Regions from separate parts of the Sus scrofa genome. Here regions 2, 3, 4, 5, 6 and 7 are each linked to region 1. The links are chromatin contacts, called in public Hi-C and HiChIP or PLAC-seq maps. All regions are on one chromosome and are shown on one strand. The core of a region is the stretch at or near the end of the contact, and the rest is flanking DNA. Distances in the headings are between cores, read along the strand shown. Region 1 holds the start of MYC (MYC proto-oncogene, bHLH transcription factor). Region 2 has its middle 410 kb from the start of FAM49B. Region 3 has its middle 460 kb from the start of FAM49B. Region 4 has its middle 560 kb from the start of FAM49B. Region 5 overlaps LOC102158034 (a long non-coding RNA gene). Region 6 has its middle 710 kb from the start of FAM49B. Region 7 overlaps LOC110260221 (a long non-coding RNA gene).

Region 1 (3,834 bases), core at 778-3,277:
ATCCGGACGCAGCGATCCAGGTTGCCAGTAGAGGGCACACTTACTTTACTTTCTCAAACCCCGGGCGCGGGTGCAGCCCTGGGAGGGGGCAGGGGAAAGACGCTTTGCAGCAAAACCTTGACTAGGGATTGGTCGCTCCCGGTGCTTGCGGCAAAGGCCTGGAGGCTGGAGTAATTTGCAATCCTTAAAACTGAATTGTGCCCTGTGCCTGATTTGGAGGAAGTTACCACTCGTTTAACAATTGAACGCCGAACAGCTAACTCAACGGGTAATAATTTATCTCGAGCACCAGCATACTATACACGAGTCCCTCCCGGTCCCGAATTTTTTTGTTTTGGAGTGAGGGGGGAAGGGCGTGGAAAAGTTTACTTACAATGCCCTTGGTCTTTGTTTTTAAGGCTCCAGTAGAATGCAGAATAGCAAATCCCCAGGGAGTATGCATTATATATTAAATATAGATTCATTGAGGGAGCGAACAAATCATGTGCCATGTTGGGCAACGTTCTGGGTTGACGTGTACTGAAATGTATATAGATGTACATGGATTAAACGTGTGCATTTTCGCTGTGGTATTCCGAAAAAAAATTTAAGACTTTGTGAACAAAGACATTAATGCCTTAAGTTCCGTCAGTTTTTAATTGGCTCGACAGTACTCCCCCCCCCCAAAAAAAAAGGCACCTAATACTTGGCTCCTCTCCTTAGATCAGAATCCATGCATTTTTCTGTGCATGATCGCGAGTCCAATAATAAAAAGCAAAGAAGACCCAGAAAGGAAAGTCAACGTCCAGTTTGTCCGAGGAGGAAAGAGTTAACGGTTTTCGTCGCCAGGGACTATGCTGACTCCCCAGGCAGGATCCGCCAGCTCGTCTCCTTCCCTCTTCTGGGGAGTCTGGTCCTGCGACTCGCGTCCCCCTCCCCAGTATTCTCGCGTCTAGCGCCTTCGATTTCCCCCAACCTGGGAGCCCCAGCGTAGTGCAAACCGACGCCACGGGGCGCAAAAAGGATTCGTCTCTACTGAAACCTGGGTGCAGAACTGGGACCTCCGAGCGAGAGGTGCGGGGGTGTGGGATGAGGGTGCAGAAGGGCAGAGAGTGGGTGGGGAGCAGAGAGTGGGTAGGGAGCGGAGAGTCCCCCGCAGCGCGCACCCGCAAGCGCGCTCCTCCTTTACTCCAGCTCCGGAACCGGCAGAAAGATCTCAGGGCTTAGCGCGTCCAGGGGGGCAAGCGGGCTCCCGCGGAGGTCTGTGTCGGTCTGCGCCAGCGGAGCCCGGAGGTGAGGGGTCGACCGAGGCTTTGGCAGCGATTTAGGGGTTTCATTCTAGATGGAAGGTGCTCAGTCGAGGTAGCTGTACACACAGAATGCCTAACACCCCCAACAAATGCAGTGGGTGTTTATTCAGAACTCGCTCTCCAAGTATACGTGGCAATGCGTTGCTGAGTTTTTTAAAATAATTCCAGGTACCATTTTCCTCCCTACACCTCTGATCATTTTTCCCCATCTACACTTACCCCACACCACACACACACAACGCGCACCCGCAAATACCCCCTTCTTTCCTCCTCTCTTCGTAGGGCTTATTTTCCAAACGCTGCCCTTTCCCCAGTCTTAGGGAGGCGCCCCCTCGGCCCGGGACGTGCGTGGCTTGGCGGTGGGTACACCGTGTATTCTCAGTGTGGAGGGTCAGCTGTTCCGCCCGCGATGATTTAAGCACAAGGGACCAGTATGCGGTTTGTCACCCAGAGCGCTGCGCCAGAGGAGCAAGCAGCAGAGAAAGAGGGTTTGAGCGGGAGCAAAAGAAAATGGTAGGCGCGCGCAGTTAATTCATGCGGCACTCTTACTCTGTTTACATCCGAAAGCTCTGCGCACTGGAGTGCCAGGCTCAAAGGGCTGAGTCTCCTCCCTCCCAACCACCCAACCCCTCCCTCCCTCCCCGGGCTGAAGCGCCCCTCCCGGGTTCCCAAAGCCGAGGGCGGGGGGAAAAAGAAAAAAAAGATCCGCTCTCGCGAATCCCCGCCCACCGGCCCTTTATAGGCGAGGGTCTGCGCGGCTGAGGACCCTCCGGCTGCGCATCTCTCGGCTGCCGCCGCCTTTGCCGCACCCCGGCCACCGCTAGGCTCCCCACTGCCTCTGGAAGGGCAGGGCTATACAGAGGCTTGGCGGGAAAAAGAGCACGGAGGGGAGGGGTGTTCCTAGCAGTATAAAAGCCGGTTTTCTGGGCTTTCTCTGACTCGCTGTAGTAATTCCAGCGAGAGGCAGAGGGAGCGAGCGGGCGGGCCCTCCAGGGTGGAAGAGCAGAGCCGGCCGAGCAAGCTGAGTCGCGCTCTGGGCGCCCGGGGGAAGGGAGATCCGGAGTGAAAGAGGGTCTTCGCCTCCGTCCCGGCCGCCCCCACCCCACCCTGCCCGCCGACCCCTGCCAGCGGTCCGCCACCCGCGCCGCATCCACGAAACTTTGCCCACTGCAGCGGGCGGGTACTTTCCACTGGAACTTACAACACCCGAGCGACAACGCGACTCTCCGGACGCGGAGAGGCTATTCTGCCTATTTGGGGAGACACTTTTCCCTGTCGCTGCCCACGACTCGCTCCTCTGAAAGGCGCTCCTCGCCGCTTTTTGGACGCTGGATTTCCTTCGGATAGTGGAAAACCCGGTGAGCACCCAGACCTATTTGTCTTTTAATTTCTTCTTGCTACCGCTTTCAATCCGCGATGAGTCGAATGCCCGAATTGGGGTGTCTTTTCTCCCATTCCTGCTCTATTGACACTTTTCTCAGAGTAGTTGTGGTTGGTCGGGGTAGGGTGGGGACGAACCAGAGCTGGGTCGGGGTGCAATGACTTGTCAAGAAGGAAGAGAGGAAGGCAGAGGGAGAACGGGGTGCTTTTTTTTGAAAGTAGCCTTTAGAGGGGTTGGTTGTTTTTGTGTATTTTTGTTTTAATGTAGATGAACGCTGACCTCGGCCGGCTGGGCATTCTTGCTTTATTGCATTTGATTGCTTTTTTGCCTTTTGGAGGGAGAAGGGGGGTATGCTTCGCAGTGGGCAGAAAACCCTTTACGTCCTGAGCTCCTAGGAGTAAGAATTACATATTGCGTGTGGAGCGAGAGCTCCGCAGCCTCTGACTTTTTGCCGTCTCCGAAAGGGCATTTAAATTTCGGCTTACCGCATTTGTGACAGCGGAGACTGCGGCGAGTCCCGCCCGCCGATCCCCGCGGCGCTTCAATTCGCCCCCCGGCTCCTCTTAGAAGTTGGCGTTTGGCTTTTTAAAAGAATAATGAAATTAAAGCTCTTGGTCCTCGGAGATGTTAAGACTTGGTGTTGGGGAAGCGCGGGGACGGGGGAGAGGGAGGCTGGCGCAAAGATGTGTCCGATTCTCCTGGAATTATTGACTCGGGGGAAAACGAGGACAAATCTCCGCACCCCGCCTTGGCTCCTCGGCCGCCTCTGGTGTCCCCGCTCGGGTGTCCCTGCGATGCGGAGGGACTGCGGGCAGCGGGGTTCGGGGCTTTTCCAGAACAGCTGCTACCCTCGGCGGCGGGAGAGGGGAAGACGCCCGGCTTCGGGCGCGGAATTGCAGCAGGGTCTCTGGCGCAGTTGCGTCGCCGTACTGGGTGTTGCAGGGAGGTGTCTGTTATTTAACAGACCCCCCACACACCCTTTCATTGGTCGGAGGTGGGGGTTAAGGCCCGAAGACTGAGCTCTCTACCCCAGCCGGAGAGAGAAAAGAAGAAAAGCCGGCAAAGGAAGGAAGGGGGGCGCGCGGGGGGTGGGGATGGAGGAGGCGGAGAGGGGAGGTTGGGAGGGGCGGTGGCGCCGGCGGGGGAAGGAGCGCGGCGAGGGCG
Region 2 (3,834 bases), core at 678-3,177, 1.6 Mb after region 1:
GTTGGACCAGAAAATGACTCTGAATCCCTTTGAGTCCAAGTGTGGTCAGTATGTACCATGCACTGTACAACAGGAAGGCCTGGTTCAGAATGGAGGGAGGGACATCCACCCTTAACTGCCACCCCACAAGCTCACCCCCCACGACGTGCGCATGTGGGGGTGCGCGCATGCGCACTTCCGCCCTAAGAGGTGCGGTAAAAAGAGGGGCTCCAAATGCAGGCGTGTTTTCTCACCCCCACAAGCACAGTGGGCCCTTCAGGGCTGGCCGCTTTCTCAGTCTTCCGTGTAGACACAGGTATTCGGAGGCAGGGGTCCAGCTTTCTGAGATCACCTACACATAGGCTGAAGATGGCTAGAATCGTACTTTTAAGCAGAAAGCCCAAAAAGGGTTCTGGTTACAGGAGGTGTGTTGCAGAAAGAGAAAAACATCAAGGACCAAACTGGGACTCTCTAGGAGCTGATGCTCTATGGTTGGGAGAGGGTGGAGCCTGCAGCCCCTCAAGTCCAAGGACTCTTCTCAGCCACTGGGGAAGGTTCCCGTAAAGTTCCACCAGGGCTGTGTTCCCCTTCAAAAATGGTGACGTTTGTTGTAGTGGCGGTTTCCTTTTGAAAGCTCAACATACACAGACCCAACAGGGTCTGTTTGTAGCTGATAATGCTACCAGAATAAAGAAATGTTTTGCTGAAGAGCTGAGAGGGAGTGACTCATCATCTGGGCTAAAAAAATGAATTGAGGAGGAACAGGGAAAAAAAAAATACTACACTTGGAAATGGAAGACCAGGGTTCCACACTCAGCTCTATTACTCACTCGTTGTGTGAACGTAAGCAATACAGCCAACCTCTCTGAGCCCTATCTGTCATCTATAAAATGGGTATGATGCCAATGTGTAGGCAAAAGGTTGTCCTAGGAAACGAATAAAATAGTTCTCATTAGCCCCAGATTACACATGTGAAAACTGGGGGCCAAAGGGTTAAATTTATTACCCAAGGACGCACAGCAAGGGAGTGGCAGAGCCCAGATCTAAATGCAGGTGGAGGTGGCTGCAATGTCTCAGTACCTGCCAGGCCACCAGGTCCTACTGTCCCTTGGCGTTTGACACTGATGATGTGAACTCCAGGCATCACTAGTCCCATCTTCCAGCACCTGCCATATCATAGCACAGATAGGTGGCTTATCACACGTCTTCGTTGGATTTTTTTTCTTTTGGTCTTTTTAGAGCCGCACCCACAGCATATGGAGGTTCCCAACCTAAGGGTCGAATCAGAGCTACAGCTGCCAGCCTACACCTCAGCCACAGCCACAGCCACGCCAGATCCAAGCCACGTATGCAACCTACACCACAGCTCATAGCAATGCGGGATCCTTAACCCACTGAGCGAGGCCAGGGATCGAACCCAAATTCTCACAGACACTAGTCAGGTTTGTTACTGCTGAGCCACGACAGGAACTCCATCTTTTTTTTTTTTTTAACACGTATTTGTTGAAGGAAACAATTTGAGACTCAACAAATGAAGGAGCTAAGAAACCACTGATGCACTTGCAAATGCTATTAAACACAACGTGCCTAACACGTGGGATATGATTGTTTCATGCTCATAAAGTCAAAAACCATTTCTCCCAATTTGAAGTGGGTGTTCCATGCATTACGGTGTATGTGTATTTGTGTCTGTAACATATGTGCGTGTGTCCAAAAGAGAGGGAATGACACGAGAATAAGACTAAGACAAGAGCAATCACCATCACGTAGCAGCCCCTCCATATAAGATGGATGCCAGGCACCTGTCTTCAGAAACTGTGGAAGCTCCTTGGGTATTGGGCTCCTGCCACATCTCCGCACCTGCCACCCCTCCACAGCCCTGTGAATTGCAGCGAGAATAGTCTTTGAGGAGCAATTCTAGCTCCTTCTCCATCAGTGCTGGGTACTCAGAAAAGGTCAGTTTTGAAATCGGATCCATTTTCTGCATTGCCAAGGTTCTGGCTCGACGGGAACCATCAGAGGGCTTTGTGATCAAATAACCAGTGTCATCAGATAACCTTTCATTACACAAGGCCATGGGCACCTGTCTCCACCTTGCCACGCTGGAGGAAAGGGGCCTGGGGAATGCTGAATTTCTAAGGCTGGCTCTAAAACGCAGCTTGGCCTCCAAAGCACCACCTTGCTGCTTTTTCCACAGGCATTTTATTTTCTCCTTATTCTTAGCTGGTGTTCAGGGTAGGCTGGAAAGCTTCATGAACTCCTAGGTGGTAAGAAGCCACAGGTCTGGTTCTCCCTCTACCACATCCCAGCTATGTGATTTGGAAAAATTCCTTGGCCCCTCTGAGCCTCAGCCTTCTCATCTGCACAATGGGAATAATGATACTCAGAGGCTTAACTAAGCAGCATGTGTGAAGCACAGCATGCTAATCAATGCTCATATGAAGCAGCAATACTGCGTTAACTGTCATTTTTGACTATGTAGAAGGAGAGACTGGGTTACCTAGAGAACAGGTGGCCTCATTCAAGCCCCAGATTAGGCACCATCCCCTTGGGACGCTTTCTCCGAGTCCCTCATGCAGAGCTGAGGCGCCTGTCCCAGCCTGACCCAGACTGTCCGGCAGTCCATCCATGCACTCAGTCCAGCAAACTCAGAGGCAGTTATTTGTCCACCTGCCTACAAGCCTCCAACCAGATCACGATGCAAAGGCCAGGATCATGATGTCTCATGAACCCTGTCTCCACCCCTCAGCACAGATCATTCAGTTAAAAACACACATGGGAGAGTTCCCGTCGTGGCTCAGCGGTAAATGAACCTGACTAGTATCCATGAGGCCACTGGTTGGATCCCTGGCCTCACTCAGTGGGTTAAGGATCCGGCATTGCCGTGAGCTGTGGTGTAGGCCACAGACACGGCTCGGCTTCTGCGTTGCTGTGGCCATGGTGTAGGCCGGCCATGAAAACTCCATTTGGACCCCTAGCCTGGGAACCTCCATATGCCACAGGTGCGGCCCTAAAAAGACAATGAATAAATACTAAAAACACGTGTGGAAATCATTGACTGAAAATAGAATAACCAACAGGAGACGACTGTTTAGTCACTAACCAGCACGATAACTTAAGAGTGCAAGGAAAGAGTCTTATGCCCTTTAAAAAAAAAAAAAGACGATGCTGAAGTTCAGGCAGAGAAGGCGACTCTCCTCAGAAGAGAGAGCTGCTGGCAGAGCTCAGCTCGCATCCGAGGTTGTAGGGCTGCAAGCCTTGTGGTTGCCCAGCCACGAGACGGAGGCGCGAACCCAGAGATAGTGCCATAGCCATCCATGGCTTATTGGACAGGCGGATCTTACAAGCCCGAAGCAAAAGACCTTGGAGCAAAACCTCACCATCTACTGCAGCTGGCGCACAGGACACAGTAACAGCCTTCGCTCCGCGGGGAAGGAGGCTACAGTTTTTATAGGGGGACTTGACGTCCGTTTGGGCTCGTCAGTTACCAAGGAGACCACAGCTGGGGTGGGGCCTGGCGTGTTGTGACTGATTAAGCCCTATACTTAAGAGGATCAGACAGCCCTGTGAGTGAAGCAGGGCCTGGTCAGGCAGGAGATGTAGAGAGAGCAAGAGAACAGCCATCTTGAGTGACCTGACCATACAAAGGTCCTCCGCCCCAAAACCAGTGTTGCTTCTACCCCCAAGTATCTCCTCCCAGAGAGGGCTGCCCAGTTACATTTGAATTTCAAATAAACAACAAATAATGTTTAGCATGAGTATATCCCAGGCAGTACTTAGGATATACATCTACCACTTTTTACTCTTTATTTGAGATTAGACTCTAAGTGCGTGTCCTGTAATTTTTTTTGTGAA
Region 3 (3,834 bases), core at 831-3,330, 1.5 Mb after region 1:
CAATTTGCCAGATGTAATAATTCTAAATTTGCATATACCCTACAACATAACATCAACTGTATAAAGCAAAACTTTACAGAAAAAGGACAAACAGATATAGAATCAAAATGGGAAGTGAATGTGGTGTATAAGACCTTTCCAATCTGAAGACAATCCCTCTCCTCTGACTGTAACTCCCCATTTCTTTATGCAGGGGGAATTACAGAACTCAAACTCATTGTTCCCCATCTAAATATATTGGTTTTTAACATTTATTGGCTTTTACATACCACTACTTCTCTTCATGACCTTCAAGTAGTCCCACTTAGCCTACACAGTCTTCAAGGCCCCAGCTCACCACCTCCATGAAGCCCTCCCAGATTCCCCTGAGAATATGTAATTCCTCTCAAATTCAGAAATATGACCAAGACCCTGGGTATTTTCTACCTCAAATTCTAATTTTTTTTTCTCATATCTTAATGTCTCCTTTGACGAAGGCAAGGCTTCCATATGCTTCAACTTTGTAAGGATTATTATGCCTAACAAAACATGGTTCAAACCATAATGGGAGTTCAATCGTATCTGTGATATAAACGAGTGATGAATTTTCCCATTCACCTTTCTCCCAAAAGCACCATCCAATGCCAGAGTAGGAGAGAGAGAGAGAGAATTAGACATCTGTTTGGGGAGAAAACTAGCCTCGTTTCAGACAAGAATTCTTGAAGGCAGAAGCAACTAAAACTTCTGCAGCTCTTTAATAAAGGCTCCCTGGAAGCTGTGACAGAATTCCACAGACATATAAAGCCCTGTCTTGCCAGGACCTGAGATACTGGTCATTTTCTTAGGCTAGAGTAGGCATCACTGCCTAGAGCTGAGGATTCTTACCGTCTCCCCCTACATCTGCATACTTAATTAAAGCTATCACATCTCTGTTTTTTATGGCTCCGGCTGTGGCATATGGAAGTTCCTGGGCCAGGGGTTGAATCTGAGTCGCATCCGTGAACCTACACCACAGCCACAGCAATGCCAGATCCTTAATCTACCGAGCGAGGCCAGGACTCAAACCGGTATCTTCATAGAAACAACATCAGGCCCTTCACCCACCAAGCCACAAGGGGAAAGCCACCTCACCCTTGATTTTTCAATCTTTTCTTTCCCTAGTTAAACAGGGAGGGGAAAGTGGTCGAGACATTGGCATGACATAACTTAGCAACCCTGGGCTTCTAAAAAAGCTACGCTACTTTGATAAGATGATTTAACGTCTCCGGGTCTCTGCGTCATCATTTATAAAGGGGAAATAATAACACTCACTACGCAGACTGTAGGATCATTGTGAGAATTAGATGAGAAAATACACATGAAGTCACTCAACAGTGCCTATGAAGAAAGGCTGGCTTCATCCCCACCTTCCCCTCCTCTGAAGTACCATTTCCCTTGATCAGAAAACACTGGTGGGAGCCGGGAGATGACAAACCCACACCCATCGTCTCCCTGGAAAAGAAGAGATTCATCCTGACCGGCTGGCATTCCAGAAGTCTCCCAACCTTCTGAAGATTCCATGTGCACTGGATGAAACTGGATTTCCAACAAACTATTCCCTGCCAGGGCATCGCCCAGCCAGAGGCTCTGACTCCCATTCAAAATTGAGCTGAGTTTGCCATCTAGAGGACATCCTTGGACAGGCAGTCACCAACACCCACCGGAGCGCCTAGAACAGAGATGAAGTTCATTCCTTCCCTAACCTGCACTGAGCATCTGCTCTGAACCCTGCACCACGGGTACGGGGCACACACAGTGCAGCCCCTGCCCTCAGCGAGCTCACAGTGCAGCGGGGCGTTCACATTCTAGATCGATTGCAGTGTCCAAAGGAAGACCTGCTTTCTGGCAGAAGGAGGAATGGAACCATACCCTTGGACCATACAGAATGGAACTGCCCACTAGTAAACCGCAGCCAGGAAGCAGAGTGGCTGAGCTGAGTCTTGCACTTAGGATGTGAGTTTCAGTCTCTGGACACTCCATCACAGCTGTGTTGGACATCAGAGGGCCCCACCCTCCTCATTGTACAGCCAAAGGGAGAAGCAGTTGAAGCCACTCTAATAATGCACGTGTTCCTTCTAGGACACCGAGGGACTAGCCTATGCCCTCCCAGGGTAGTGTAGCAGAAAGGCTGTGTACGGAGGTTTCTGGGCTAAGTGTCCTTCAAGGGCAGGTATGCAGAAGCCAGTTGTTTTTAGATCTCGTTAAGGTCTTCCCTTGCCAATGACAGACTAAATGAGGAACCTTGGCCTCTGGCCTAGATTCACACATCTTTCTCACCCTATAAATCTGGTCCATTTGGAGAAAGTCTCTCTGACTTTCGCAGGCGTTCCTCCGGGTGCCAGGAATGTCTCTCCATTTGGAATTGTGCTTATGGTCCAGCAATCCCTCAGCCTATGAAGGTGGCAATGTGGCTACATACAATTCAGGACATTTAAACTGGAGAGGAAATCTCTTTTCCAGAAGCGAGAATGTGCTCCAGGATACTAAATATTGCACCAACATTACATCCTTTTCAGACCTATCTCACAGCTCTTTATTGCATTTGCAGTTTTAGTTCACGCACACAGATTAAAGAAACATGCACCCTGTTCCTACTATGTGCGAGTACAGGGCTAAGCAAAGCACTGAGGATGCAGTGATGACCGCGGCAGTCACCAACACTGCCCTCATGGGGCTTGCAAGTCATTATCCAGATAATGATGTCAAGTTTTTTGTTTGTTTGCTTTTTTTAGGGCTGCATCCATGGTATATGGAGGTTCCCAGGCTAGGGGTCAAAACAGAGCTACAGCTGCTGGCCTACACCACGGCCACAGCAACGCCAGATCCAAGCCGTGTCTGTGACCTACACCACAGCTCACAGCAACATCAGATCCTTAATCCACTGAGTAAGGCCAGGGATCGAACCCACATCCTCATGGATCTTAGTTGGGTTTGTTAACCGCTGAGCCACAAAAGCAACTCCATACATCCATAAAGTTTTTAATTTGAAGTGCACGAGACTCTCAACATAGTTATTGATGATTGGTGAAAATTGTAGCTACATGTTTCCATTCAAGTATAGCTTTGTGAGTCATTTATCATTTATTATACAAGCGATCTGTCAGACATGGGGCTGGATGCCATTTAGAGCAGGAGAGGAGCATTTACATAAAGAATCATAACGTGGTTGAGGGTTCTTGGAGAGGATCATGCCTAGTTCTAGCAGGAATAATCAGAATAACGAAAACAGAGGAATAACAGGGCTCATCTTTGCTGAATAATTAAATTGAAATTCAGCTGGAGCCAAATTAACCTGAAATCCAACCATGATTGTTGGAAATAGCCACCTCCAGGGAGCCCTCTGTCCCAGGAATGGGGGCAGGTGAGGGGTATGGAGACAGACTGCACCACAAATGATCAGACACTTGCCAGAGCATACCCATTTTCTATATGTGTAAATATGGAATACTGAGAAATAATTCTTGGTACTCCCCAACTTCGTTTTCAATGAACCTAGTTTTGGATAAATAGCCATGGTACCTCCTAGTTGCATCAGGACCTTCCAAGTCCAATGAACCCAGTTTTGGATAAATAGCCATGATACCTCCTAGCTGCATCAGGACCTTCCAAGCCCATCACCTGGAGCATCTTTACTCGCTCTTCAAAGCTTGGGTCATATCACACTTTGACCTGACAGCACTCCCCCGTCTTTGAAAAGTCAGCCCCCAAATGCATTGTACAACTTCTAGTCATAGGTTTTTCAAAAGAAAGGCCAGTGAGTGCCCTTCCATGGCACTAGCATTTATCTGCTATGTGCCCAGGACTGAGCTAGGCACT
Region 4 (3,834 bases), core at 555-3,054, 1.4 Mb after region 1:
GGTTGGTTAGTTATTCTCTTTTCTCTCTTCCACTCATTCTATCTGGCAAGGTGGATCTTGGAACACAGGGGTCTTCTTAGAGCCTGACCTTTTGACTTTGTCTAGAAACAAATGAATATCCTAGTCCTCATATTGGAATTGAGTGTGTGAGTGATGGTGTGCAGGTGAGAGCAGAAGAAATTCCACATTGTCCTCAATTCTAAGTCATCTACATCACTGAGCAGAGGGCCCTCTACTGAGGGTAACTGAGTGCTTATTCAGGTATATTAAATAGTATTTCATTTAGTATGTATTCTTTATGTAAAATCCTGTGAGTCCAATGATGATTGGTCGGCCTGATTTGAAAATGGTTTGGTCATTGGCCATAATGGGACTGAAATCGCACTTTTTTTTTTTTTTTTTTTTTTTTTTGTCTTTTTGCTATTTCTTGGGCCGCTCCCGCGGCATATGGAGGTTCCCAGGCTAGGAGTCAAATCGGAGCTGTAGCTGCTGGCCTACGCCAGAGCCACAGCAACACGAGATCTGAGCCGCGTCTGCAACCTACACCACAGCTCATACGGCAACACCGGATCGTTAACCCACTGAGCAAGGGCAGGGACCAAACCCGCAACCTCATGGTTCCTAGTCAGATTCGTTAACCACTGCGCCACCATGGGAACTCCTGAAATCGCATTCTTAAACTGCACTGCAAACATATGAGAGTGTCTACTATGTTTCCAAGAACTGTGCTGGACACCAATGATTTAATAAGAACCAGACAATGTTCTTGCCTTTAATGAAATTAGAAAGGAATGGCGAAGACAGACACATAAATAGACAAACTGTGGAGCTTGCTTTTGCTTGTTCTATTCAAAAAAAGTATGAGGTTTTGTGAAAGCACAGAAAGGATTTCAGTTTCCCTAGCCGAGTCACAGATGGCATCAGAGAGGCAACATTTGAACTGACTCATGAAAGATGAGTTCTAATAAGAGCTACATTTGTAGAACATTCTAGACAATGCAAAGTACTTCCAGATCCACTCCCTTAGAAAATAAGCTTCATAAAAGCAAGATCTTATCCATCTTATTTCACCGCTGTATTTCCAAAGTATCCTGGGAACACTGGATCCATTATTAATTTTGATTCTCATACCCTCCCATGCTTTGGGGAGAAGGTAGGAGGGACATATTCCAGAGGGAGAAAGTAAACGCACAGAGACAGCAAATTCACAGTCCATGACCTCATGGAGTTTTGACCTGTAGACATTCCAAGAAAAGAATCTCAGTGAACTCTGCCAATGGCTACGCTGGATACACGAAGGGGAAAAATGCAACAGTCTGCCCTACATAATACCTCACAGTGTTGCATTTAGCATTTTAATAAAGTTACCATAGTTCAAAGTCTGGTCATCTTTGTAGGTTTATTTTGTTAAACAAGCGCCATCACTCACAGCCCTGCTTCAGCCTAGTTTGTGAGAGCACTAGAATGACAACGGATTAATTTGTAACAAGAAATTACCATTATGGGAACTATAACTTTAACCTTTCATCGTCAATCTGTTCTCTCAAATTTAGTAAAGTACAAATAATTGTCACGGTGGCCAGAACACTCACGTCCCCATCATCAGACTATTTTCTTCCTGTATAAGAGAAGAAGTCAGCAAATGTAAAAGAGGTAAGGTATCCAGTGTTTAACAGAACTTGGCCAGACACATTCCCTCTCCACTGGGACAACTGCACCAGCAGAACCAGTCAACACAACTTGACCTGCCACTTTACCCATGGCCTCATACAATGAACCAGACTAATCAAAGACATGAGCTAAAGCACCCTCTCCTGGACAGTCTTTCCTCTTTGTTTCCAAATGCCATTCAAACAAACTGCCATCAACACTTGCAAGGCTGGAGGTCATTACATTCCTTCAAGGTGACCATGATAATGGTAGGATCTTGGTGAGCCTATGCTGGACTAAACACCTATATTATCTCATCTAATCTTCATAATTATGTGAGAAAATAAACCAGGTCTTAGAGAGTCTAGATAACTTGCTTCAGGAAATACACCATTAGATGGCAAAGTGGGGATTCTCTGAGGCATCTGGAGCCCATGTACAGCTTCCAGTGGAAGTCCACTTCTGACACCATCCACTTGGGGAGATGAAACATGCTTGACCAGATCACTAAAACCCTCAGAAAACTGGGATGATTAAATGGGTCAGGCAGCACATGCTGCAAAGGTTCTGAGATGAATGACAATGTTGTGGACCAAAGTGGCCAAAAGACTGAGAGAGGGGTGATTTTGATCCGGGAAACATTCCTGTCCTCAAGTGTTAGAACATAAAATATAAATAAACACAGGGTATATGAGCCACACTTTCCCCCTTCCCACAACCACAGCAGAACTGTTTTGCACTTAGTCCCAGATACAACCTCAGCATCTTTCAAAACACAGCACTCCACAACATAACACGGCTGTTAGTCGTCAGTCACACTTGGCATAAAAGATAGAATCTATATTCATTATCTCAAGGTGGGAGGCTGAATCTGCAACGTGTTAAAGGGGCTCAATGACTTGGCCTCTCTGGTGGAAAAAAATTTAAAAATTACATGAAATCAGGTAAATCTACTGTTTGACGGAATTCATAGGAAATCTAAGCATGAAATTCTGTGTGTGTGTAAACTATCCACAGAGAGTCAAGTAATTGCAAAATCATTACATGATGAGCTTTGAATGGTAGGAGAGGGGTCTTTTTAGACTCACCACCTCCACAGCTGATGCTCCGTTCCTGAATAAAGCTGATATTTTTCCCTAAAGAGACTAGTAGTTTCAGATCAACAGTACTGTTAGTGAATCAAATCTGCAAAAACCTGCTTAGGGTTCTTTAAAAGGAAAAAGAAAAAAAAAAAAAGGAAAAGAGTCCATGCCTGATTCAGCCTCCAGAAGTACAAGCTGTTCCTGAGCAAAATGTAAAGGAGACATTCTTGCTAAATCAAGTCTCTACCAAACCATCCATCCCAAAAGAAGAAAGGAAGTCTGACAGAGGAACTAAGCCAGCTCATTTGACCCACTGACTTCCTCAACTCTGAACCCAAGGAAGAAGAAGTAAGGTCTCAGCCTCATTTTCATTTAGTCCTTCCATTTGGGGGCATGAGAAACCCAGTGGAGTCATGACTCTATTTGCTCATTCATTCAACATCCAACAAAAATGCATGACCTTGTCTATGCATCTTCATTCACACATTTGGCAATTTAATAATTCATTAGCAAGCACATGTCAAGAATCAACACTTTCAGACATTCTGCTAGTAACTGGGCGTATGGAGAGGAAAAAAACAAATGCCTGCCCTCAAGGAGCTCACTGTACAATTGAGCGGCAGATGATGACTGAAAAAAAAAATGAATGACAACTGAACAAATGACTGCAATATGCTATGAAAAGCCTGCTAATAGAATTATGCAAAACACATAGTGGGGGCCACAAACTTGCCAGATAACTTGCAGCCTTACAACTTGCCAAAGTCATCTTTAATGTAAAGGACATTTTTCAAGTCATCCAAGCTGCTCTAAACCTTGAAATAATTTATGGTTTGGGGATGTTGGTAGAAATCCCATGTCCTCCAGTTTTACATGGATTCCAGTTTATACATCGCATCTCTTCGCACAGATAAAATCAAGTTGATGCTACTTACCCTACTGCTGCTATCTCTGCTCTGCCCCAATATCACTGGCCAAGATTGACTTAGGGAAAGAATAAGTCAAACCCTAAGATGAAAGGAAGAAGGGATATTAGCATTATTTATATGTACTATGACTATGTATCCAGAAAACCCAAAAGAATCAACTGAATAACTATTAG
Region 5 (3,834 bases), core at 837-3,336, 1.3 Mb after region 1:
GATGAGATCTGGGGAGTCCCTACTGTGGCACAACAGGACCTGCAGGCGTCTCTGTAGCCCCAGGACACAGGTTCGATCCCTGGCTCTGCACAGTGGGATAAAAGGATTCAGCATTGCTTCCTCTGCAGCATAGACTGCAGCCGCAGTTCAGGTCTGATCCCTGGCCTAGAAATTCCATATACAGTGGGGCAGCCAAAAAAAAAAAAAAAAGAGAGAGAGATGAGATTTGGGACATGGAGGAAGGAGTGACCCACTATTCTAGGGCAGGGAAGTTGTGGGGATAAAGAGAAGGCTTCATGATGGAGACGACATTGTGATGCTGGGTCCTGAAGACTGAGAAGGAGTTTGTTAGCTGCATAAGGTAGAGGGCATCCTAGACAGAGGAAACAGCAAAATCAGCATAGAACTGTATGAAATTACCTGGCACAGAGTTCCTACGGCCCGCAGACGAGAGGTGGGGAGAGATATGGCTAAAAAGCTGAATGAAGCCGGGAAGTTGGGGGCCTTGAAGGCCATGATGAAGTGTAAGGAGGTCAGGCTTGGCACTGAGATACTAGAAAGACAATTGAATCCAGGAAGCACCAGGTTACACATGTGTTTTGGAAAGGTCTCTGTGACGCAACTGAAGAAGATGGTTCAGAGGGAACAAAGGAGAGTCAGGAAGACCCTTTCAAAGATTCCAGTACTCCTGAGAATGGATGATGAAAGTCTCAACCACAAAAGGGGACCTGGAGGAAATTCGGCTTTAGGTGACATCAGACATCAGGACTCAGTGATACGCTGGATATTGGTCTGGAGACAGTAGCAACCGCTGGAGGAGATGGAGGGTCCATTTAGGTGGCTGTCACATGGTGGTGAAACTGCATCTCCGAGAACAAAGGTTTATAGTGGATCTTTTAAGACTCTGACAGAAACTCACGCCCCTACCCAGAAAAAGTCACATAGGGACATAGACAATTTTTCATGCAATTTCAGGTGCTTCACAAGCTCTCTGAGCCCATACATGAATGGGACTCCAGATCACGAGCCCCCGTTTTATAAGAAGAATTTCAAGGCAAAAGCACTTGTGACGTTTGGATTGTCGATTGTTAATGACCTAGAATTAGTCTGTCAGCGTCCAACACTGCTAGTTGGCTGTCTGCCCTCTCACACTGCAACAGGGAGTAGAGCTGAAGCACTTGCCATGTGGTGGCCACGGGGCAGGAAATGGGATCACAGGAGGAAACAAAGCACCGAGCGGGGATTGGAGAAGTGGTCATCACCGCCAACCCCCAGATGTGTCTGAGTCAGTGTCGAGTCATGGATCTGAATGAATCAAGGACAGCCCCTGTTTTGACCTTCCCTCCGCATCTGAGACTCTCTTTAGTCCTCACAATAACCTCGTGACATTAGCAGGGAAAGACTAGCAGATCCACGTCAGAAGATGAAAGGATCAAAGTTCCGAGAGAGGGACTGACTTTCTCTCCCAAGGCTACATGTGGTTAGAGGCAGAGACGGAACTTTGTCTGTTTCCCGCTTTTTCAAGGCTATTTCCTTTGAAGACAAGATAGCTTGAGATAGCAAGATAAATGATGTGCTTCTGGGAGGTTCTACTGTGTTGCAATGGGATTGGGCACCAGGATGCTAGTTTGATCCCTCGCCTCGCTCAGTGGGTTAAGGCTCCAGCATTGTTGTGAGCTGTGGTGTAGGTGACAGACACGGCTTGGATCCAGCATTGCTGTGGCTGTGGTGTATGCGGGCAGCTGCAGCTCCGATTCAACCCCTAGCCTGGGAACCTCCATATGCCACGGGTGCGGCCCTAAAAAAAAAAAAAAAAAAAGAAAGAAAGAAAGAAAGAAAGAAAGAAAAAGAAAAAGATCCTCCAGCGTTGCTGCAACTTTAGGTCACAACTGCAACTGCAGCTCTGATCCAGTCCCTGGCCTGGGAACTCCGTATGCTGTGGGGCAGCCAAAAATGGGAGAAAAAAAAAAAAAAAAAAAAAAGATGTACTCTTATCTGGATAGTGATCCAGTTGTTGCTCAGAGTGTTGGGACCCAGGACACTGCTGAGGTCATAGCATTCAGGAGGCAGTGGGGGAGGCCATGGAGCCATTCAGAACACCGTCTGCAGTTTTCGACAGACTTGGGTTCAATAGCTAAGGCTGCCACTGATATCTCTGCAAGATTGACCAAGCTCTGTAACGTCATTGGCTTTCGGTTTCCTTGTCTTTAAAATCAAGATAGCAATATGCGTCTCCAAAATTACCCAGGGCAAATGAGACACGAGAAGTGAAAGTGACCTCTCTCAGCACGGGCTCCTCTTCTGAGGGCTTCAGCAGGCACAGCAATTTCCCTGAGATTATAAATCCTATCTGCAGGCTTCTGACACCAATCTTCTTCTCTCATTTCACCCAACAAGGGCAACCAGCCTGCCAGAACGGTCCACTGGCTGACCTGCCTGGCACACCCAACTCTTGTCTACGTCACGAGAACAGTATGTGCCAAGAACATCTGAGACCTTAATACTTGAAGGGCGAGTCTTTACAGACTTAATGAGGATCTATTTTTAAACACTCATGCTCAGAAATAGAGGACAATAAGCTTGTGAATGCAGAACATTCTTGATGAAGAGAGTTGTTACAGGGTCTGTGTCATGGAACATTCCGGCTATCTTTACTGTCCTTATAATAGCTTAAATCTGTTTACCTATTTAGTCACTTGCACCATTTGAAGGTCACCCTTCTATAAGGAAATAAAACATGATATATTGTGGCTTGTTATGAGAAACAACTCGATTAGAGTTATTTTTCATTTAGGTAGTTAATTGTAATAAATATGAGTAAACTCTGCTATGATAAAGAGGTACAGTCTCCATACCATGTGTTGCAGAGAGAAAATGGGAAAACCCTAAAACTATAGTATTTAATGTATAATGTCCAAACACTTGCTAATGATGTGACTTTGAGAAAACCAGAGTTAGGTTTTCTGGATTAAAGTTCCTGGATTAAAGATCCAGCATTGAGAGTTCCCTTTGTAGCTCAGCAGTTAACAAACCTGACTAGGATCCATGAGGATTTGGGTTCGATCCCAGGCCTCACTCAGTGGGTTAAGGATCCGGCACTGCTGTGAGCTGTGGTGTAGGTCCAAGACATGGTTTGGATCCTGCATTGCTATGGCTGTGGTGTAGACCTGAAGCTACAGCTCCAATTCAACTCCTAGCCTGGGAACTTCCATATGCCATGGGTGCTGCCCTAAAAAAAACAAAACAAAACAAAAAAAAAAAGATCCAGCATTGCCACAGCGGGGCACAGCCAAAAAAATTAAAATTAAATTAAAAAAAAAAAAGAGAAAAACTCTCTGATGTATGGAGAAAAAGGAATCTTCCTACACTGTTGGTGGGAACGTAAATTGGTAGAGCCACTATGGAGACCAGTATGGAGATTCCTTTAAAAACTAAAAACAGAATTACCATATGATCCAGCAACCCCACTCTGGGTGTACATCCAGAGAAAACTATACTTTGAAAAGATATGTGTACCCCAATGTTCACTGCAGTACTATTTACAATAGCTAAGACATGGAAGCTTCCTAAAAGTCATCAACAGATGAATCAATAAAGAAGATGTGGTATATTTATGCAATGAAATATTACTCAGCCATAAAACAGAATGAAATAATCCCATTGGCAGCAACATGGACAAACCTGGAGAGTATCACACTAAGTGAGGCCAGATAGAGAAAGACAAATATTATATGATATTGCTTATTTGTGGAATCTAAAAAAGTGATACAAATGAACTTATATACAAAACGGAAGCAGACCCACAAGCATAGAAAATAAATTTATCATCACCCA
Region 6 (3,834 bases), core at 746-3,245, 1.3 Mb after region 1:
TGCTCCGTAGAGTATATGTGGAGTAGAGTTAAGTGGGGATCGGGAGCACCCTGGCCAAACATCCTGGCACGGCCCAGACCCATGGAGTCCCACATAAAGTCCAGCATGAGCGCCTCCAAGGAATCCACGGAGGTGCCCATCAGAGAAAGAGCTGAACCCATCCGCCAGGTTCAGAGAACAAGCAAACGTGCAACTGACCCACTCAGAATTTTCTCCCATCTCGTCCCATTCTCCCCTTGTATTTAACCCAGAAGAGGACATCAACTTCAGCTTAAGAGACGAGGAAAGCACACGTTAGATGAGAGGGAGGAGGGGAGGAAGGGAGGGGCAAAGAAAGGGTTCAACATACCTCCTCCTCATTCGCCCACACATAGGCCGGCCCCCTGAAGTTGCCGCAACCCGAGCACGTGGAGTGAGGGAAGAGGTCCATTATCCACTGAGCATTTCTGACTCATCTGTTTTGGATATACAAGTGACTTAGTTTCTATTATCCAAGAATATTCCCAAAAGGATGCAATCGCCAAAACTCTCAACCACTGGCCTATGTAGCTGCCCCTCATTAAAAAACACAGTTAAAGCTGAAGACAAAATTGAAGCTGTGTTTTGGTTACTTCCCATGAGGCCTGGTGGCTCAACACACCAGTTACAAATTTAACTAAATGAAGGCAGTTTAAATGATCTCATTTAATCTTTATCGTGTTCCCACAAGTTGGATATTAATACACGCACTTCTCAGAAATGGTTCAGAGAGGTTAAGTCACTAACCTAACTATATGCATTGTGCTGTGAGTAACTAGAAAGACCCTCTTTCCCCCTGCCTCAAAAAAAAAAAAAAAGCATTTGTGTGGCTCTAAAGGTCTATTGGTGTCAGACAATAATGTAGATGAATGGCAGGATGAAATAACAAAATAAGTAGCACTGTTTTAATAGGTGTAATCTGAAAAGTAGGTCTCATGATAGTGTCAAATCCAAAAGAAAACCCACATCCCCTCAAAAAAAAAAAAAAAAGAAAGAAAAAAAAGAACTAGAAGTGCTAACGTCACTTAAAAAGTCACCAAAGCATATATTCATAACACAAAATTTCTTAAAATCGTCCACTTTTTTTCTCATCTTGCATATAGTCAGCTGCCCTCTATCTTTCATCTCTACTCTCAAAAGTGTCCAAAACTCTCTTTCGAAACTGAAGGACTTCCCTCACTTTTCTCTCTAAATTCCCTTGCTAGCCTAGCAGATCCATGGTTTCCTCCAAGGAGAAGTTCTTTGCTCTTGGTCATAATGACAAAGCAAACATTTCTCCCGTCTTGCGGCCTGTCTACCCCGACCTTCATCACCACAATCAGCATGCTGGGAAGCGTAAAAGATGACAGGAGAGAGGAGAGGCCATGAATGTTATATTTCCTCTATTTTATCAATCACATATAGGTTCTCACAATGGGAACTTCTTCACTTGAGTAACAGAAGGACTGCAAACAAGAACAGCAATTATATCAGGCCTTGAAACAAGGGATGACTTTGGGTATTCATACTATTAGCACATCAACGTTATGTCTACTCTTATTCCAAAGGCTAAAAAGTCAAAAGCCGCCTTCAAATGTTCTCAATCACACGACGTTTGCTCCTACCTTTGAAAGGTATTTCCTGAGGAGAGCAGCCGTCCCCAAGGGTAAGCTCTAGGAAACCTATAATCAGGTTCTCTCTCTAATTGAGCACTTTCGTTCCTTAGATTTTGGAAGGAGCATGAAAATGATTTACTGCTTTAGGAACTGGGTGGAGCCGACCACAAAAGAACAAATCAAAAACATCTGGAATGAACTAGTCGCGAGAGAGGGAGAGAGAGAGATAGAGAAGCAGGGCTTTCAAACGAAACAAAGTACAGATGATTTGGCCAAATTTAAGCCAAGCCAAACACTCACATTCAACATTGCACTTGGGTCTGGTTCAATAGCGGGAGCCGGCAAGAGGCCGCGTCAGCCAACATTGCATCAGAAGCACATTGTGGGTAGAGGAAATGAGTTTAGTCAAGCCAGCTGTGACTTCAAAGGGGCTGCTCTCTTGGAGAACAGTGGGAAAGGGTTCCCTCTTCCGTGAAGACTGCAAAGTTCAGCCAAAGCCGGTCCAAAGGGAATGGGCTTCAGGAGGGGGAACACGGCTCTCTGTGTATAAGAAAGACTGTTTTGCTTCCATGAAGTAGCTTGAGGGCAACGGAAGATACATGACCAGAAAGAGGTGGGAAGAAACGATTCTGAGGCTCTCTTGAGGACTGCCCTGTGCAATTAGGAAATGGAGCTGTTTGTGTGTGGAGAGCGCTGCTGCTCAGTTCAGACACCTCGCTGCATGAGTCACGGTTCCAAATCTGTAGGAGAGGCCATAGGATTCAATCCCCACCCAGCTGACTCTTAGGGTTTCTTTCCTTCTTTGTATGTCTAGGAAGCCACATATTTCTTGCCAATTATTTACTCAACACAAGTTTATTGAGAGACAAACAGTGGGTCAGACCCTGGAAATACAAACAAGATGGTCCCGTTTCAGGAGGGCACACTGCGAAGGCGAGTGAGACACAGAAATAGAGGATTATGGTTTGGAGCAGGAAGGCTTGCATTAGAGCCGTGAGTCCCAGCGTGTGAGACTTTGACCAGCATCAGCATCACCTTAGAACTTGCGAGAAATGCAAATCCTCGGGCCCCAACCCAAACGTACTGAATCAGGCAGCCTGAGGCTGGTTTTGCAAGCTCTTCAAGGGGTGCTGATACACGGTAAAGTTGTAGAACTAACTTGACAGTGACAAGTGCAAAGGCCTTTGGAGCAGAGACATAATACACCTGAGCCAAACTTCTCGGTCCCTCCTCAGTCCCTTCCAGTCTAGGGTCTAAATCAATTGCTCTCCGGTGGTTCCCAAGGCTGATACATCTATGTGTGCTTTGTCTAAGTAAATTGTAAGAACTTTAAAGGCAGGGGCTGATCCTTCTTTTATGGGTTCTTTCCTTTCTCCTCCTACTTTCAGAGATCCATCCAATACTTGGAAGATCCAGGCATTACATTTATTGTACGTGGTTAATGCAGAACTTAGATGGGTTCCAGGGTTATATACGCACAGGGAGAAAACTGGCCAATCCACACTTATAAATGTTCATAGCTTTCGTCGGTGGGAGAAGAATATAACATAAATGTTATCTCTCCCAAGCACTCAGTGGATGCTTGAGACCTCTCTGCAATTTCCTCGCCAAGGGTTTGTTCCTCTCATGCTTGGGTACCTCCACTGAGCTCACTATCTCAGGGCGCAGCTTCTTTCCTTCAGACAGCCCTGTTAGAAAGAGCTAGCTGCTTTGTGCCTGAAATCTATCATCATTTAAATTCCATTTGTTAGTTCAAGTCCTATCCCTTGGGAATCCATAGCAAAGATACTTACATATTAATGTGACATTTTTCAAGTATTTGAAGAGAGTAATTATGTAGCATATGACATAGGTTAAACTCACAGACTCTGGAGGCAGATTGCCTGCATTCAAATGCTTGTTCTGTCACTTATAAGCTCTGTGACCTTGAGAGAGTTATTTACTATCTTTGCAGCTTTGTGTGTATGTGTATATGTGTTATATATAGGTATGTACATATATATACACACATATATATAATGGAATTACATAAAAGGGCTTTTGCAAGGAGTGCATGAATTAACATATGTAAATGTGCTTGGAACACAGTAAAGTGCTCTGAAAGTTTTAGTTATTATTAATCATCATCATTATCACTTGTCAGATACCTGACACAGGCCATCTCTCTAATTCTACAGTCATTCACTAGGTGAGTCTATTCACCCCTTTTGGTTCAATCACC
Region 7 (3,834 bases), core at 769-3,268, 1.0 Mb after region 1:
AGTCCCTGATTTTCTTTTCTTTGAAAAGTTTCCTTTGTGCCGCATATTAGATTCCAGATATGTGATATCATATGGTATTTGTCTTTCTGACTTACTTCACTTGGGATGAAGTTCCACCCGTGTTGCTGCAAATGGCATTATTTCTTTCTTTTTTATGGCCAAGTAGTATTCCATTGTGTATCTGTACCACATCTGACTAATCCAATCATCTATCAGTGGGCATTTGGGTTGATTCCATGTCTTGGCTGTTGTGAATAGTGCTGCAATGAACATGCAGGTGTGTGTGTCTTTTTTAAGTAAAGTTTTGTCTGTATATATGCCCAAGAGTGGGATTACTGGGTCATATGGTAGTTCTATGTATAGTTTCCTAAGGTACCTCCATACTGTTCTCCACAGTGGTTGCACCAGCGTATATTCCCACCAACAGTGCAGAAGGGGTCCCTTTTCTCCACACCCCCTCCAGCATTTGTTCTTTGTGGACTTATGAATGATGGCCATTCTGACCGGTGTGAGGTGGTATCTCATGGTAGTTTTGCTTTGCATTTCTCTAATAATCTGGGACCTTGAGCATTGTTTCAAGAGTTTGTTGGCCATCTGTATATAACTTCTTGATACCACTGGAATCCATCCAGTTTTCTCAAACCTCTCTTACCTCAGTCCAAATCTTGGGCCCCTTCAACAGATTCCAACTGGACTTGCAGCCTCTAATTTTCATCCTTCACAAGCCATTTTCCAACCTGTTGCACGCCAGTAAAACTTTCAGTGGCCTCCATTATCCTTAAGGAGCAATTCGAGCTCCTTTACTGAAAGTGGTTCTTTTACCGAGGTATGAGATTCCATACTTCAGGCCTTGCTTACTTCTGTGCCACATCCCCAACCACCCATCCCTTCCCATACTTCACTCCATCCATCCCAAACTACTATCTGGTCCTCCAGACTGCCATCATTTGATTCAAGTCCTCATCTTCACACATCTGCTTTCGCTTTCACATACATCGTTGCTCCTTTTTCCTTTCTCCTCCTCAACTTCCAACTTCTGCCACAATAATTCCCCCTGATTTTTCTGATCTTACCTTAGGCATCACAATGTCCAAGAACTCATTTCTTTCCCCACATTATCCCTCTCTCCTCTCCATCCCTCTCTCCAGACACAATTATAGGGTCCTAATATTCTTTTATCACCTCCGTAGTCACTCCCCCTATATTGTATTTTACTGTTACTGTTTAATTGCATATTTCCTGCATTGGATGCCCAGTGAAAGCAGGGACTCTGATAGTCTTATTCATTGTAGAGTTTTCTTGGCATGGAGCATAGTAAATAAAGCATATAAGTAGACTTAAATGCATAAATGAAAAATCAGTGGGGCTAAGCCTTGTACATAGTACTTTTTCTTTGACCTTGGGAAAAATCACTGAAGATTGTGGACTCTTACTGTTCTCAACAGAAAGATAAATGTGAATTCTCTGGCTTCTTTGATTCTTCACTGAGAGGACTTTATGAGATCAGATATGAGAAATATGGGCAGTGGCATCTGATATGGACAGGCTGGGATTGACCATTGTTATTTATTTGCTTTCTTCTGTAAGACGTATCAGTGTTAGTTCCAGGAGGAATGGGAGGGTAGGGCCTCTGCATTCTTTGCAGTCTAGTTCGAGGAAAATGGCAGCTTGCTGACTGCTATTAAAATGATTTCTTTGAATTTGACTCTGATTTCTGTCAGTCCTATTAGATCGTACCTTCCAAGAAGAGCCATTTATTTTTGAAAACAAGTTGTACTCTGTGTACTATTACTTAACTCACCATTACCACCTGCTTGGCTGTTGTGCCTGATGTGAATCAGGAGGAAAAGGGTTTTTTCTGTTGGTATCTCCTGAAGAAAAGGCAGGATCCAAAACAAGTCAGGAAGGTGAAGAGTATCTGTGGACAGGCGATTGAGTGATTTATGTCCCAGGGCTCATGTTGACAAGTCACTAGGAGAATGAGAGTTGGCCTGGAGCCAAGAGTGAGTCACCCTCTCAGACTCTGAACTCTGTGCTCCCTGGACCGGCACGTCATCATCCTAGGGACACACGCTGAAGAGATGACAACTTGGTTTGGCTGTTCGAGGAATCCTCTAGATTCCAAAGAAAAAGCAGCATGCTTCATAGCATAACGGTTACAACTGTTGGGACTGGGCAGATGTGTCAGATTTGGCGTATCCATCCCTAGGTATTTATGTGTTGATCAGAAATGTACATCTATAATCTGTGTGTATGTGCGTATATGCCTTAGAGAGAATGAGTTTGTCCTGGGTGTACCAGGTCTGTGCATCTGCACAGTGACTGATGCAGAATGAAGAGTGTAGACAGAGAATACATGCATGAGGATATAAACCCACAAGGCAGGGTGCCCTCCAAATTATCTTAAAGCAGACTCTGGTTGAAGTACTATTCTCTTTAGCTGCCAAAAAAAGGATTTATTTCTTGGAAACTAGCAAGGCAATAAAAGCTGACCCTCAATTTCCTATAATAACAACAAGCTTCAAGTTTGGCATCCCTGTCACCAGGGACAAATTGTGCCAAGCAACCAAAGGAGTCAGAACCAGCACCCGCAGAGGCTGCTTTCCATTCAGCAAAGATGTTCTTCTACAGTGACTGAGGTCTTAGCTCCAGGCTCCGTCCTGCCCACCCACTGAGCTGCTTGTTGTTCTCCTACCAATCCCTTCCATTCTCCCTCCCTCTTGCTGCTGGGGCTCTGGAGAGGGTGACTCCAAGGGAAATCAACTCTCCCGACAGCTAATCTTCATGTTGATGGACGGTATGCCTTCAGCTGAAAATGAGCCGTGCCTTTTTGGTACAGAGTAGGGCTATCTGATCTTGCCACCGTCGATAAGGATGGTGATAATGGAGAATGGGTGGGAGACATCTCAGTGGGTATAGATTTCTCCTTTCTTGGGGATGTCTTACACTTTTTCCAGCAGAAAAGTGTCTTATGATCAGTTAGAAGCTGCTTCCCTCCCTATCCCACCTAAAGTTTATCAATGCTTTCCAGTTTCCCTCAGGTGTTACACATATTACATTAATAGAATTCTGTGAACAATCACTTACTGATCACCTGACTTGTGCTTGATACCTGACGGAAGTTATCTTTAATTCTCCACACCTCTCTAAGTTGCCTGGCTGCCCTCCCTCTACATGATCTCATCTTCCCATTAGCACTTAAAGGAGGGGGATTTCAGAGCAAGGAACAAAGGCACTCCAGATCACGCAAGGTGATAAGGGTTTATTTTGAGGATGCATGAGGATAGAAGGGAGCAAAGCTTGCCATGCCCGAATGTCTCTGGCATATGAAAACAATCAAGCCCTGAAAGACTCAGGAAGACACTTTGACCTCCTCCCTAATTACCTAAAAGAATAAAGAGGGAGTTCCCATTATGGAGGAGTGGAAACAAATCTGACTAGTATCCATGAGGATGAGGGTTCGATCCCTGGCCTCGCTCAGCAGGTTGGTGATCCAGTAATGCTGTGAGCTATGGTGTAGATCGCAGACAAGGTTCAGATCCTCTGTTGCTCTCCCTGTGTCGTAGGCTGGCAGCCATAGCTCCAATTCGATCCCTAACCTGGGAACTTCCATATGCCGTGGAAAAAAAAAAGAATTTACATAAAGAGGCTGTTCCTGGAATAGAACTAGCCTTAGAGATATCTGCAAAGAATATGGGCTAGGTGTGGTGGGAGAAACTTAGCAGAGCCTAGAGATCCCATTTCCACGCTGTGTCTTACTGTCTCTTCAGGGCCCAGCAAAATCTGTTTACCGGACATTTGCTTTTCCATCTCCATGTGAATTGCCTTCCTCCA

What was found. Hi-C and Micro-C count contacts between places; a contact is called where the count stands out from the background. HiChIP or PLAC-seq counts read pairs in DNA pulled down with a chosen protein or histone mark.
Region 2: a contact with region 1 is called in an H3K27ac HiChIP or PLAC-seq map of skeletal muscle, with 20 times the contacts expected there. The contact joins the enhancer-like site here to the promoter of MYC in region 1. A contact is called at or near these places in 2 of 5 promoter capture datasets (fetal liver and fetal skeletal muscle), 4 of 47 Hi-C or Micro-C datasets (embryonic fibroblasts, fetal skeletal muscle, retroperitoneal adipose tissue and 1 more) and 2 of 2 datasets of contacts at active chromatin or transcription factors (alveolar macrophages and skeletal muscle).
Region 3: an H3K27ac HiChIP or PLAC-seq map of alveolar macrophages shows a contact between it and region 1. The contact joins the enhancer-like site here to the promoter of MYC in region 1. A contact is called at or near these places in 4 of 5 promoter capture datasets (fetal liver, fetal skeletal muscle, liver and 1 more), 19 of 47 Hi-C or Micro-C datasets (adipose tissue, alveolar macrophages, brain and 11 more) and 2 of 2 datasets of contacts at active chromatin or transcription factors (alveolar macrophages and skeletal muscle).
Region 4: an H3K27ac HiChIP or PLAC-seq map of alveolar macrophages shows a contact between it and region 1. The contact joins the enhancer-like site here to the promoter of MYC in region 1. A contact is called at or near these places in 8 of 47 Hi-C or Micro-C datasets (alveolar macrophages, embryonic fibroblasts, fetal skeletal muscle and 5 more) and 1 of 2 datasets of contacts at active chromatin or transcription factors (alveolar macrophages).
Region 5: an H3K27ac HiChIP or PLAC-seq map of alveolar macrophages shows a contact between it and region 1. The contact joins the enhancer-like site here to the promoter of MYC in region 1. A contact is called at or near these places in 2 of 5 promoter capture datasets (fetal skeletal muscle and liver), 3 of 47 Hi-C or Micro-C datasets (embryonic fibroblasts, psoas muscle and retroperitoneal adipose tissue) and 2 of 2 datasets of contacts at active chromatin or transcription factors (alveolar macrophages and skeletal muscle).
Region 6: a contact with region 1 is called in a Hi-C map of alveolar macrophages, with 2.5 times the contacts expected there. The contact joins the enhancer-like site here to the promoter of MYC in region 1. A contact is called at or near these places in 1 of 5 promoter capture datasets (fetal skeletal muscle), 5 of 47 Hi-C or Micro-C datasets (alveolar macrophages, embryonic fibroblasts, heart right ventricle and 2 more) and 2 of 2 datasets of contacts at active chromatin or transcription factors (alveolar macrophages and skeletal muscle).
Region 7: a contact with region 1 is called in a Hi-C map of skeletal muscle, with 8 times the contacts expected there. The contact joins the enhancer-like site here to the promoter of MYC in region 1. A contact is called at or near these places in 1 of 5 promoter capture datasets (liver) and 3 of 47 Hi-C or Micro-C datasets (embryonic fibroblasts, heart right ventricle and skeletal muscle).

The regions. Positions count from the first base shown.
Region 1 is chr4:12,458,553-12,462,386 of Sscrofa11.1, reverse strand. MYC (MYC proto-oncogene, bHLH transcription factor) reads left to right here and starts at 2,027. Exons shown (of 4, transcript NM_001005154.1): 1 at 2,027-2,647. The coding sequence starts at 2,618.
Region 2 is chr4:10,880,409-10,884,242 of Sscrofa11.1, reverse strand. No RefSeq gene overlaps it. Among named protein-coding and RNA genes, the nearest start is that of FAM49B, 410 kb to the right of the region's middle. Within about 2 kb of position 1,927, at least 4 of the 83 cell types and tissues checked have an H3K27ac peak or open chromatin away from gene starts, as enhancers often do. A contact at or near this core is called in fetal liver and skeletal muscle, where this site is marked.
Region 3 is chr4:10,933,802-10,937,635 of Sscrofa11.1, reverse strand. No RefSeq gene overlaps it. Among named protein-coding and RNA genes, the nearest start is that of FAM49B, 460 kb to the right of the region's middle. Within about 2 kb of position 2,080, at least 11 of the 83 cell types and tissues checked have an H3K27ac peak or open chromatin away from gene starts, as enhancers often do. A contact at or near this core is called in adipose tissue, alveolar macrophages and skeletal muscle, where this site is marked.
Region 4 is chr4:11,032,326-11,036,159 of Sscrofa11.1, reverse strand. No RefSeq gene overlaps it. Among named protein-coding and RNA genes, the nearest start is that of FAM49B, 560 kb to the right of the region's middle. Within about 2 kb of position 1,804, at least 3 of the 83 cell types and tissues checked have an H3K27ac peak or open chromatin away from gene starts, as enhancers often do. A contact at or near this core is called in alveolar macrophages and retroperitoneal adipose tissue, where this site is marked.
Region 5 is chr4:11,134,888-11,138,721 of Sscrofa11.1, reverse strand. The region is part of intron 2 of LOC102158034 (a long non-coding RNA gene); the gene reads right to left. Among named protein-coding and RNA genes, the nearest start is that of FAM49B, 660 kb to the right of the region's middle. Within about 2 kb of position 2,086, at least 17 of the 83 cell types and tissues checked have an H3K27ac peak or open chromatin away from gene starts, as enhancers often do. A contact at or near this core is called in alveolar macrophages, embryonic fibroblasts, fetal skeletal muscle and 2 more, where this site is marked.
Region 6 is chr4:11,183,157-11,186,990 of Sscrofa11.1, reverse strand. No RefSeq gene overlaps it. Among named protein-coding and RNA genes, the nearest start is that of FAM49B, 710 kb to the right of the region's middle. Within about 2 kb of position 1,995, at least 8 of the 83 cell types and tissues checked have an H3K27ac peak or open chromatin away from gene starts, as enhancers often do. A contact at or near this core is called in alveolar macrophages, where this site is marked.
Region 7 is chr4:11,426,520-11,430,353 of Sscrofa11.1, reverse strand. All of the region lies in intron 2 of LOC110260221 (a long non-coding RNA gene), which reads left to right. Among named protein-coding and RNA genes, the nearest start is that of FAM49B, 950 kb to the right of the region's middle. Within about 2 kb of position 2,018, at least 4 of the 83 cell types and tissues checked have an H3K27ac peak or open chromatin away from gene starts, as enhancers often do. A contact at or near this core is called in skeletal muscle, where this site is marked.